3 separate regions of the Hordeum vulgare genome follow, and all the other regions are linked to region 1. A link is a contact called in public Hi-C data. All regions are on one chromosome and are shown on one strand. Each heading gives the region's core, a stretch centred on a gene start, on an enhancer-like site or on the middle of the called end of the contact. The rest is flanking DNA. Distances are from core to core; before and after follow the strand shown. Region 1 holds the start of LOC123425450 (eukaryotic translation initiation factor 5A-like). Region 2 has its middle 11 kb from the start of LOC123425444. Region 3 holds the start of LOC123425442 (protein CHROMATIN REMODELING 35-like).

Region 1 (3,134 bases), core at 190-2,689:
TATGGCAACTAGAATATAAACATCATGACAACTTTTGGTCAATTTGTTTTTCATCGATCATGGTTAAAATTCTAAAATTGCCATGATCTATAAACTCAATTTGCCGTGATGGATTACTAAAAATTGCCATGATCCATACATTAAATTTGCCGTGGTTAATTACTAAAAATTATCATGGTTAATTAATAAAAAATTGTCGTAAAAAATAGTTGAAAATATAACGATAGCTTTAAATCTAGAAGAAAAAATAGATAAAATATGTCATGAGAAGTGTGGTGTAAACACTATGACAACTACACTGTAACATCATGGCGACTGTTGACTGATTTTTTTTCCATCAAAATATATCAACATGATATCTTTTAAAGATCATGTCGAGACGGATTTAATGTTAAAAACAGATTTTTAATTAGAAAATAAACCATTTTAAAGCCAAAAATCAAAAAGATTCCTCCTAAAAAAACGGGCGTGTGGGCGAAGTGGCTAAATACCCACACACGAGCTCAGTTCTACATGGCCTAAAAAGAATGCCAAAAATGCCAAAATTAATGCAAAGCATAAATGAACGCAGATCAATGCGTGTGGACGTTATCTTTTCCCCCTTTTTATATTAACTTACGAAGAAAGTACTCCCTCCGTCACGGTTTAAAAGGCGTGTTTGAAAATTCTATTGAACCTACGTGGCTATTGAGTGGCTGTGAGATGGGGTAAAAAATAACATTCACACTACACATGCATATAAAAGTACTTTCTCCGTCACAGTTTAGAAGGCATGTACGTGTACCTCGATCGTCAATTTAACTTATATAAAATATATTGTTTAACATAAAAATTATATCATTAGAAAATAGAACATCTAAAGTTTCTAATGATACATTTTTTGTTATATATGTCTCTTATTAAATTAATCAAATTGATGATCTAAATACGTGTGCCGGACTTGAAGTACTAATTAACTGTTAGAAGTGAATGCAATGAGTCTTAAACCTTGTCTATTATGAAAATGCACATAAATTTAATTGTGCCTTTTAAACAGAGGTAATACTAAGCAAATAGGCAATTCAACACAACAGTCATCCCAATATAGTGCACCGTGACGTCCTCGCAAGGAATCCCTATCCTATCGGAATCAGATATTTGACTTGAGTTTTCTGATCACCGATCAGCGAAAAGAAGCCATAGAAAGGCAGAAGAAAAGAACAGAGAGAAAGATGCTCGAGCCGCCCCATGGCGTGGTTCGAACGCGAAGAGATGCCCTGCCTTCCGCAGCCGTACACCTGTTGCCACCCCCCCCGACCAAACCGACGGCCCCGATCTCTCCCTCCACCCATCGACAAAAGCCCCTCTTCCGCCGAGATGCGGGCCCGCACCTTCTCCGGCCCCACCGTCATCCTCACAGGTCGGTCCAATCAGCAGAGGTAGGCAGGTGGGTGTGGCCGGAGCACGCGCTGTTAGCGCTATAAATGCGCTCGAACCCTAGGATTCGGCGCGAGCTTATCACTTATCATCATCAGCGCCCCTCCCTCTCTCCTCCTCGCGCGTCGTGATCCATCCAGCCCAGGTGAACTCGCGGGATTCAGTTCCTATTCTGGCAGTTCGGGTGTCATAGTGGCCAAGGATTCTTTGATTTGGAGCTTCGAAGCCTTAATCTCGTTGCTTGGATTTGGTTTGTTCAGGGGGAGTAGCTAATTAGTAACTAAGGTCGCCATGTCGGACTCCGAGGACCACCAGTTCGAGTCCAAGGCCGATGCCGGGGCGTCCAAGACCTACCCTATGCAGGCCGGCGCCATCCGGAAGGGCGGCTACCTCGTCATCAAGAACCGCCCCTGCAAGGTACGTATTTGCCTCTGATCCCGGTTGGATGGTTTGTTTGTGTGTGATCGGAAATTCCGATGCTGTTGTTCATGGCCGCCGTGCTATGATGGAATACTGATGTTGTTATCCCCGGATGCTGCTATTTTCTGTTTGAGAGTTGTCGTAGGATGGATTCCGTATCACTGTGGATTGACTGATTGGCAGTATATAAGCCCAAGGAAAAGGGTGGAGTTGTTATTTATAGGGGAGGGGAGCTATTTTGACCATGTACTGTGCACGATTAATTAGGAGGGGCTTGAAACAGGGGAAGACGTGGCTAGATGATATCCAAACAGAAGTCATGTGATGGGATATTATACAACTAAAATTGCTAACGTCCATTATTCCTGTAATATTAATAATATTTTCCTAGTATTTTGTGGGGTACAATGAAATACTCCTTCCGTCCCAAAATAAGTGTCTCAACGAACTAAAGTTGAGACACTTATTTTGGGACGGAGGGAGTAGTTTGGTAACCAAAAAGGGATTTCCACTCAGGCTATTTAAACTATATATCTGTACAGTCGGTGATTTAGCTATAACACGTCGGAAAATTAAGATTGGAATCGAAGTGTAATAGGCACTGTCGACATGTTTGGATTGAATATGATTGAGATTTAAAGCTTCCTGCATGTACATAGACCTACTGGAGGAAGCAATACCTTTCTTTCTCAATCTTTTGCCTTGACTTCTCCAAAGAAATCCTCGATCATAAATTTGTTCTGTTTCTTGAAATTCGGAAGGGACAAACAGTTAATTGACTCAAAAGCTAAAACTAATTTATCCATGTTTATCTAGCATGTTGTGCACTATGTGAGGTACTCATGGTGATTGTTGTTCTTACCTTTTTAGTACACATCTCTCCACCTGTTCTTTCCTGTAAGTTCTTATCGCTATCACTGTGATTAGACAGTATCAAGGCTTATGCCTGCAATTATGTGGTGCTTTTTTCCCATTGATTTTCGAGTCTCTTATGTGATTTTGTGCTACAGGTGGTGGAGGTTTCTACCTCAAAGACTGGAAAGCACGGTCATGCTAAATGCCACTTTGTTGCCTTAGATATATTCAATGGTAAAAAGCTTGAGGACATTGTTCCTTCATCCCACAACTGCGATGTAAGTTTATTTATGAATGTTTAAGTCAGAACTTTGGTTGGTTCTGTTTTACAAATAAACTCATTATTCTATATTTTTCAGGTGCCACATGTAGACCGTACTGAGTATCAGCTGATTGACATATCAGAGGATGGATTTGTACGTTCTGTTATAATCAAGAAAAAT
Region 2 (2,875 bases), core at 34-2,533, 550 kb before region 1:
ATATGAACACATATGTAAGCAAAGTATCAATGATATACTAGGCAAGCCAGGAATAAGTTATGTAACAAAATACTCGAGAGTAACAACCATCAAATATAATACGTAATAATATTAACATAATCTAGACCCAACATAATTAAACAACAATTATACAATCCTATAGGAATTGAACTAAGCTTAGATCAAACATAATTTTTTTTACACATAGCAATCTAAAATATCAAAAAATAAGCATGCATATATTACGTCTATGTATAATACAAGAAACACCAAACCATGTTATCATACAACACTATTTTAATAGAGGGCAAACTAATTCTACGACATTCTAAATAATTGTAAAATCACAAAATAATTAGGACATACCTAAGCATGGTACGAACATGATAAAATGGAACACAAATAATTTTGCATGATTTACATTGCATAAAACATCACATGCACTTGCCATAACAAAAAACTAACACAAATTAAAAGTCACTCAAATGAAAATAAAATCATCCATTCGTTCCTAGTATCATCAAAATCGGTCTATAGGTTTAGGCTTGTTTATTTGGGTCATCGGATAGTCGTGGGAGATGGAAGCGTTGATGTTGACGCGGACGAGCGCTGGTGAGCATCGTTGTCGTTGAACTCCGGTGATGAAGAGATTGTGGTGTGTGATGTCCATAGTGACGAGGGAACTCCATGACACAGATGGACTCGGTGGACGGGGCCTCGGGTGACGGCGTCGACCCCAAGTGGTGGCAGCGACAAAGCTCCGTTGTGCGCGTGGCCAACAACGATAAACGGCTGGGAAATGATGTCTAGGTTGTTGTATTCGGTGAATAGGTTCGGCTGGTGGAAGGAATCTATACGGAATGCTCACCTGCGGCGACGGTAGGCTAAAAAACAGCGAAGATGAGGCTGTGTTGCGGAAAGGATTGCAAGTGCTTCGAAAGGAATTGAACTACGAGACCATGGGTATTTATAGAGGAGGTCTTGGCGCACACTTTGACGCGAACGGTCTGGAGAATCATGGCCGGAGGAGGGAGATCAATGGACAAATGCTAACGGCCGGCCTTTAAGTTCGTCAGTTTCTTTAATCGCATTGAGTCAATTAAAGGAGGAACAAACAGACTGAATGGATCCGTTGAGTCATGGGGAATAATGTCTGTGTTAATGATAAAATGAAACGGTGAAGGAATTGATGAGGAAAGGGGAGAAAATGTGCTGCCATGGCGTTTCTGTTCTTCCTGTAAGTGTGCGTGCGTGCGTGCGTGCCCGAGGTGGAAGAAGAGCCTAGCGGCTGTTCGCTGCTCAGCTGGGCCGAGCGGCCTGGCGCTCCTTGCTGGGCCTTGGGCCTTGTCGCTGGAAAGATTAGAAAGAATGAAAAGAAAATGGAGAAAGGATGGTCCGGTGCATATACATGAAAGTGAGTGGGTTAGAACATTAGTGAGTTAGACTAACCAATGTCAAATCAGTTCCCTCAAAAAAAGACTAACCAATGTAAAGGCTAAGCACGTTATGGTCCAAGGACCAAAGAAAGGAAAGAGAGAGAAAACTCAACATAATATTATTGAATTTTTAATAGGATTGCAAAAAAAATATCCAAAAGGCTTCCAAAATAATCCAAGAAGTCTATGTAAGAAAATAGACAGGAAAAATTTAAATAAAATACTACAAACGAATTACACAAATCAGGATATTACAAAATTATTTTCCTCTCCCATATGCTTAAGTAATTCCGAACGACTTGGAATTAATTTGAGCAACTAATAATACAAAATAACATAATACTCCATCCGTTCCTAAATATAATCTTTTTAAAGATTTTACTATAAACTACATACGGATGTACATAAACATATTCTAGAGTATGAATTCATTCATTTTACTTCGTATATAGTTCATAGTGCAATCCGTAAAAAAATTATATTTAAAAACAGAGGAAGTAGTATTATGTTGTGATTACATGATTAACAAAAATCAGGATGTTACAAGTCAGCAAGCTATAATGGAATTACATGATTAACAGGGGCATTTCTTTGTCAGCATAGCGCCCCCGTGTGGCCTTGTCCTTTTTTTCTGGTTGAAAAGATAGGGAACTTTATTGATCAGTTAACAATGTTACAATATGCAGCTATCAGTTCTGTTCTTCCCCGAGTAAGCTCCTTCACGTCTTCCACGATTTTTTCCCCATGTAATGACCGAGACGACCCATTGTGTCTCCCGATAGTGCCAGAATGGCTATGACCCTACGCTATCAGTCTGCATTCTGCAATACCGCTTTGAGGCTGGCCATGGTAAAGATTATCATATAATAGTATGTATATGATACTATTATATGATACTATCTTCATAATACATAACTAGCAAATGGGCTTGTACGTTGCAACGGGAGAAAAAAAACATACGCTCTTAATTAAAAAATGGTCTATAATCTGAATCTTCGTAGTTACGGCAAAAACAGATACAGTCTTACCCTATAAAAGTTTAGTTCAAGATTCCACAGGTCCTCTATTTTAACATGGCTTGCATGTAAATTTATTACATATAAAGAAACGGGCAAGTGACCTTCAATTTCATCTCTAATTCAGATTTTGTTGACGTGTTCATTCTCAATCGGGATTAGTACCGCTATGAAAGAAAGATGAATAACGAAATATTTATTAAAATTGCATCCTAGATATTTTTTATTAAATGTTTAACATGTAAAATAACATCATATTCAAATTCTACATATTTTTTTAATCAAATTTCATATATAATATGTTAAATTTGGAGTTACGATTTAGAAGATATATGCGTATTTAAAAAAACAATTAATATATACTGTAGGTTTAATGTTAGAAACATCGGAGGGTTTTCTATAAAATAGCAAGACGAATTAAGA
Region 3 (3,025 bases), core at 338-2,837, 590 kb before region 1:
AGTAGTATACCATCAAACGGAGCATCAAGTAGACACAAAAATGATAGAATTCACCTTAGTATATGTGACGTGTGTGTTCCTTGACGATGGAGCCAAGTCCATAATGATGACCCTAGGGTGCTGCATCAAGAAGGAAGCAATGTGCTTTTCTTAATAAAATATTATTTTGTGTTAATTAATCTAAAAGTCAAATGGCGAATCGAGGGCTCAACAAGTGACCTTATTGGAAATACCAAAACCAATGATCCAAGAAATACCAAAACCAAAGCCCAACCTAGGCCCAATAACTATCTCGCCCACCTTGTTTGCTGTCCAAGATAATGAAACAATGTTATTGAACCATGTTTTACTATTATGTTGGCATACATTATTGCTTAATACATTTATTTTGTGGTTAAAAATCTGATAGCGAATCAACAACCTAACAGGTGAAAATCGGATCCAATAAAATTTATGATTTAATTATCGGTCTATTTTCTTAAACTGTGATCTAAACCTACCCTTGTCCTATGACCATAAGTGCGCATAAGATGGTATCACACAAAGTACAAGGGCATGCATCCCATTTCTGTCAAAAGTATTGTCACATCTTTGTAAGAAACATCGAGTACAACGTAGACACACACACAACAACTACTAAAGACTAGAATCACAAAGCTTCGATAACCAATATGACCTCCTGATAATTTTATAATGCATTAACGAGACATCAAATCATCAAAAACACTAGATTGGAGTCGTGTAAAGAAATTTATTAAGATCAAAGAAATCATCACTAAGACCTCACTAATACAAAACGGTGCCTCATGATAAAAAATAATTCATATTAGGCCTTGTTTGGAACCACAATAGATTATGATAATCTGGATTATGAAGATAGATTATATAATCTGGTTTATAAGAATAATCTAGTTGGGCATGTTTGGAGGCCAGATTATATAAACTGTAATCCAGGTTTTACATTGCATAATGACCTGACTGTCCTTTGTTTAAAAAAAAGAGGGTGTGGTGGTGGCAGGAATGTAATTATCTCCAACTTTACAAGGGTAATGGGTCATTTGCAATCCATAATCTAATTTTAGCTGGGGTAGAGTAGATTGTGAGTTTTTAATAGTTTGTCCATCTAGTTTTTATAATCTACACCATAATCTGCCATGTTTGAAGACATAATAGATTATAAAAACTAGATTATATAATTTAAATGGTCCCAAACAGGACCTTAATAGAACATTAAAATTTACAATATGGCCTTTCAATAAAAGAATAATCCATATTAATGATACAGTAAATCATTAAAACACGACTCTTACCACCAAACGAAATCACCGCTGGCGTGTTGATATTGACAGATACGTCACCTCACAGTAAATAATAACCCGCATTAATGAGGTTTAATCATGATGGGACCACCCACCAAACCATTCAACTATGCTTGGCTCTTCTCACTCACTGAAAGTGACTGTTTGTAACTGACATGTGGACCCGCCAGGTGGTGGGCCCACGTACCAGCCACCGAAATCAAGGCGCGGGAGTACCTCACACACAGAATGTGCGGCCCCATCGAACTGAACCTTTTTATGCAACGTTTACTGAACCTTTTTATGCAACGGGGAAACCAATGCGGCGGAGCAAGGAGACCGTGGCGCCACCCGCCGCTTTCCCCAGTCCTCTCCTCCTCTCCGCCCCGCTCCAAAAACCACAGTGCCGCGCTTCGCCGCCGTCAGCGGCCATGGACGTCGCCCCCGGCGAGGCGGCGCCCTCTGGTGAGCATCCTCCTCCTCTGCCTCCTCCTCTCCCTGGACGTGACGTGATCCCGCCGTGGTGGGTTCTCTGCCACGCCTGCGCCGGTGGTATCGGGCCTGGTCTCGCGCGCGCGACCGGTGGGGGCATTTGCGTCGGCATAAATAGGGCCGGTGCTGCATTTGCGTTCGCGTTGTACGTTGGGAAGAGGGGTTGGGCTAGATTGATTGGGATTCATGGCGGTCTGGGATTTTGTCAGGGTTGGACGGGGGTGAGAAGATTGCGTGTCACCATTTTTCACAGGGTCTCCAGGTTTGGACAGCAAAATAAAGATTCACTATTCGAAGGGATTTAATAACCTTTTTTGTATAAATAAAAGGGATTTAATATTTGGTTGAATAGTTTGCGCTTCACATGTTTGGAGCCCAAATGCTCATTTCATAGCTCAAATGTTCCCCGTGCCGGATGGCAACAAAAAAGTATCTAGACACATTTTAGTGTTACATCCGTATCTAGAAAAATCTAATACAAGCAAGTTGGGATGGAGGTAATATTAACTGGAGTATATGTCACAAAAATTATACCACGGGAATCCTCTTTCCAATACAAATCCAATAATGTATTTTTTGTAACAAATACGTAGATCATATTTTGCTAGTTATATAGATGGTCAAACTTTGACCCAGAATAAACAAATCTAGACAGAGGGAGTACCTATTCTGCTTAGTTTCCGTTTCCTGTATGAGTCATGCACCCTAAATCAATGCTTTACTGTTGTGCCAAACCATAAAGAATGGTGTATGCTTATAATTTGTAAAAAAATTAAAAGTCACAGGGTGGGTGGGTGGAGCTCCCCACCTGAATTTGATCTCGTTCGAAGAAGCTTATAATTTGCATGGAGTACTGAAATGATGTTAGCATCCCAATTTACCACTTGGGAACTCATTGTGACTCTCAGTACAAAAGCTTTTGCTTGGGCATGGTGTGTGCTTACAGTTAGTGACATTTGTGGTCTTCTCTGCAAGTACCATTTTAAGCCTGTTTTGGAGCCTGAAGTTGCTGTTTTTTGGATTTCTTTTGTTTAGCTTGAGAGCTAGGGTTTGGGGAGAAGTTGATTGCCACTAAATCCATCCATTTAACATTGAAGTTTAGGTTATTTGGCCTCACCTTGCTTGTTGGCTACGCCTTTGTGTTTTTCTTTTCTTTAGTCGCTCTTTTGGCTGGGCATTCTGAGCATGATTAGAAGCAAAGAGCAGTTTCTGAGTTTGTACTAATGCATACCGTA

What was found. A called contact is a pair of places that touch in the nucleus more often than the background predicts.
Region 2: a contact with region 1 is called in a Hi-C map of leaf, with 2.8 times the contacts expected there. The contact joins the enhancer-like site here to the promoter of LOC123425450 in region 1. A contact is called at or near these places in 2 of 6 Hi-C or Micro-C datasets (leaf and seedling).
Region 3: a contact with region 1 is called in a Hi-C map of seedling, with 3 times the contacts expected there. The contact joins the promoter of LOC123425442 here to the promoter of LOC123425450 in region 1. A contact is called at or near these places in 2 of 6 Hi-C or Micro-C datasets (leaf and seedling).

What each region holds. Positions count from the first base shown.
Region 1 is chr2H:118,152,721-118,155,854 of MorexV3_pseudomolecules_assembly, forward strand. It overlaps LOC123425450 (eukaryotic translation initiation factor 5A-like), which reads left to right and starts at 1,440. Exons shown (of 6, transcript XM_045109155.1): 1 at 1,440-1,561; 2 at 1,677-1,833; 3 at 2,847-2,969; 4 at 3,051-3,107. The coding sequence starts at 1,708.
Region 2 is chr2H:117,605,953-117,608,827 of MorexV3_pseudomolecules_assembly, forward strand. No RefSeq gene overlaps it. Among protein-coding and RNA genes, the nearest start is that of LOC123425444, 11 kb to the right of the region's middle. Within about 2 kb of position 1,284, at least 3 of the 3 cell types and tissues checked have open chromatin away from gene starts, as enhancers often do. A contact at or near this core is called in leaf and seedling, where this site is marked.
Region 3 is chr2H:117,559,268-117,562,292 of MorexV3_pseudomolecules_assembly, forward strand. It overlaps LOC123425442 (protein CHROMATIN REMODELING 35-like), which reads left to right and starts at 1,588. Exons shown (of 6, transcript XM_045109145.1): 1 at 1,588-1,763. The coding sequence starts at 1,619.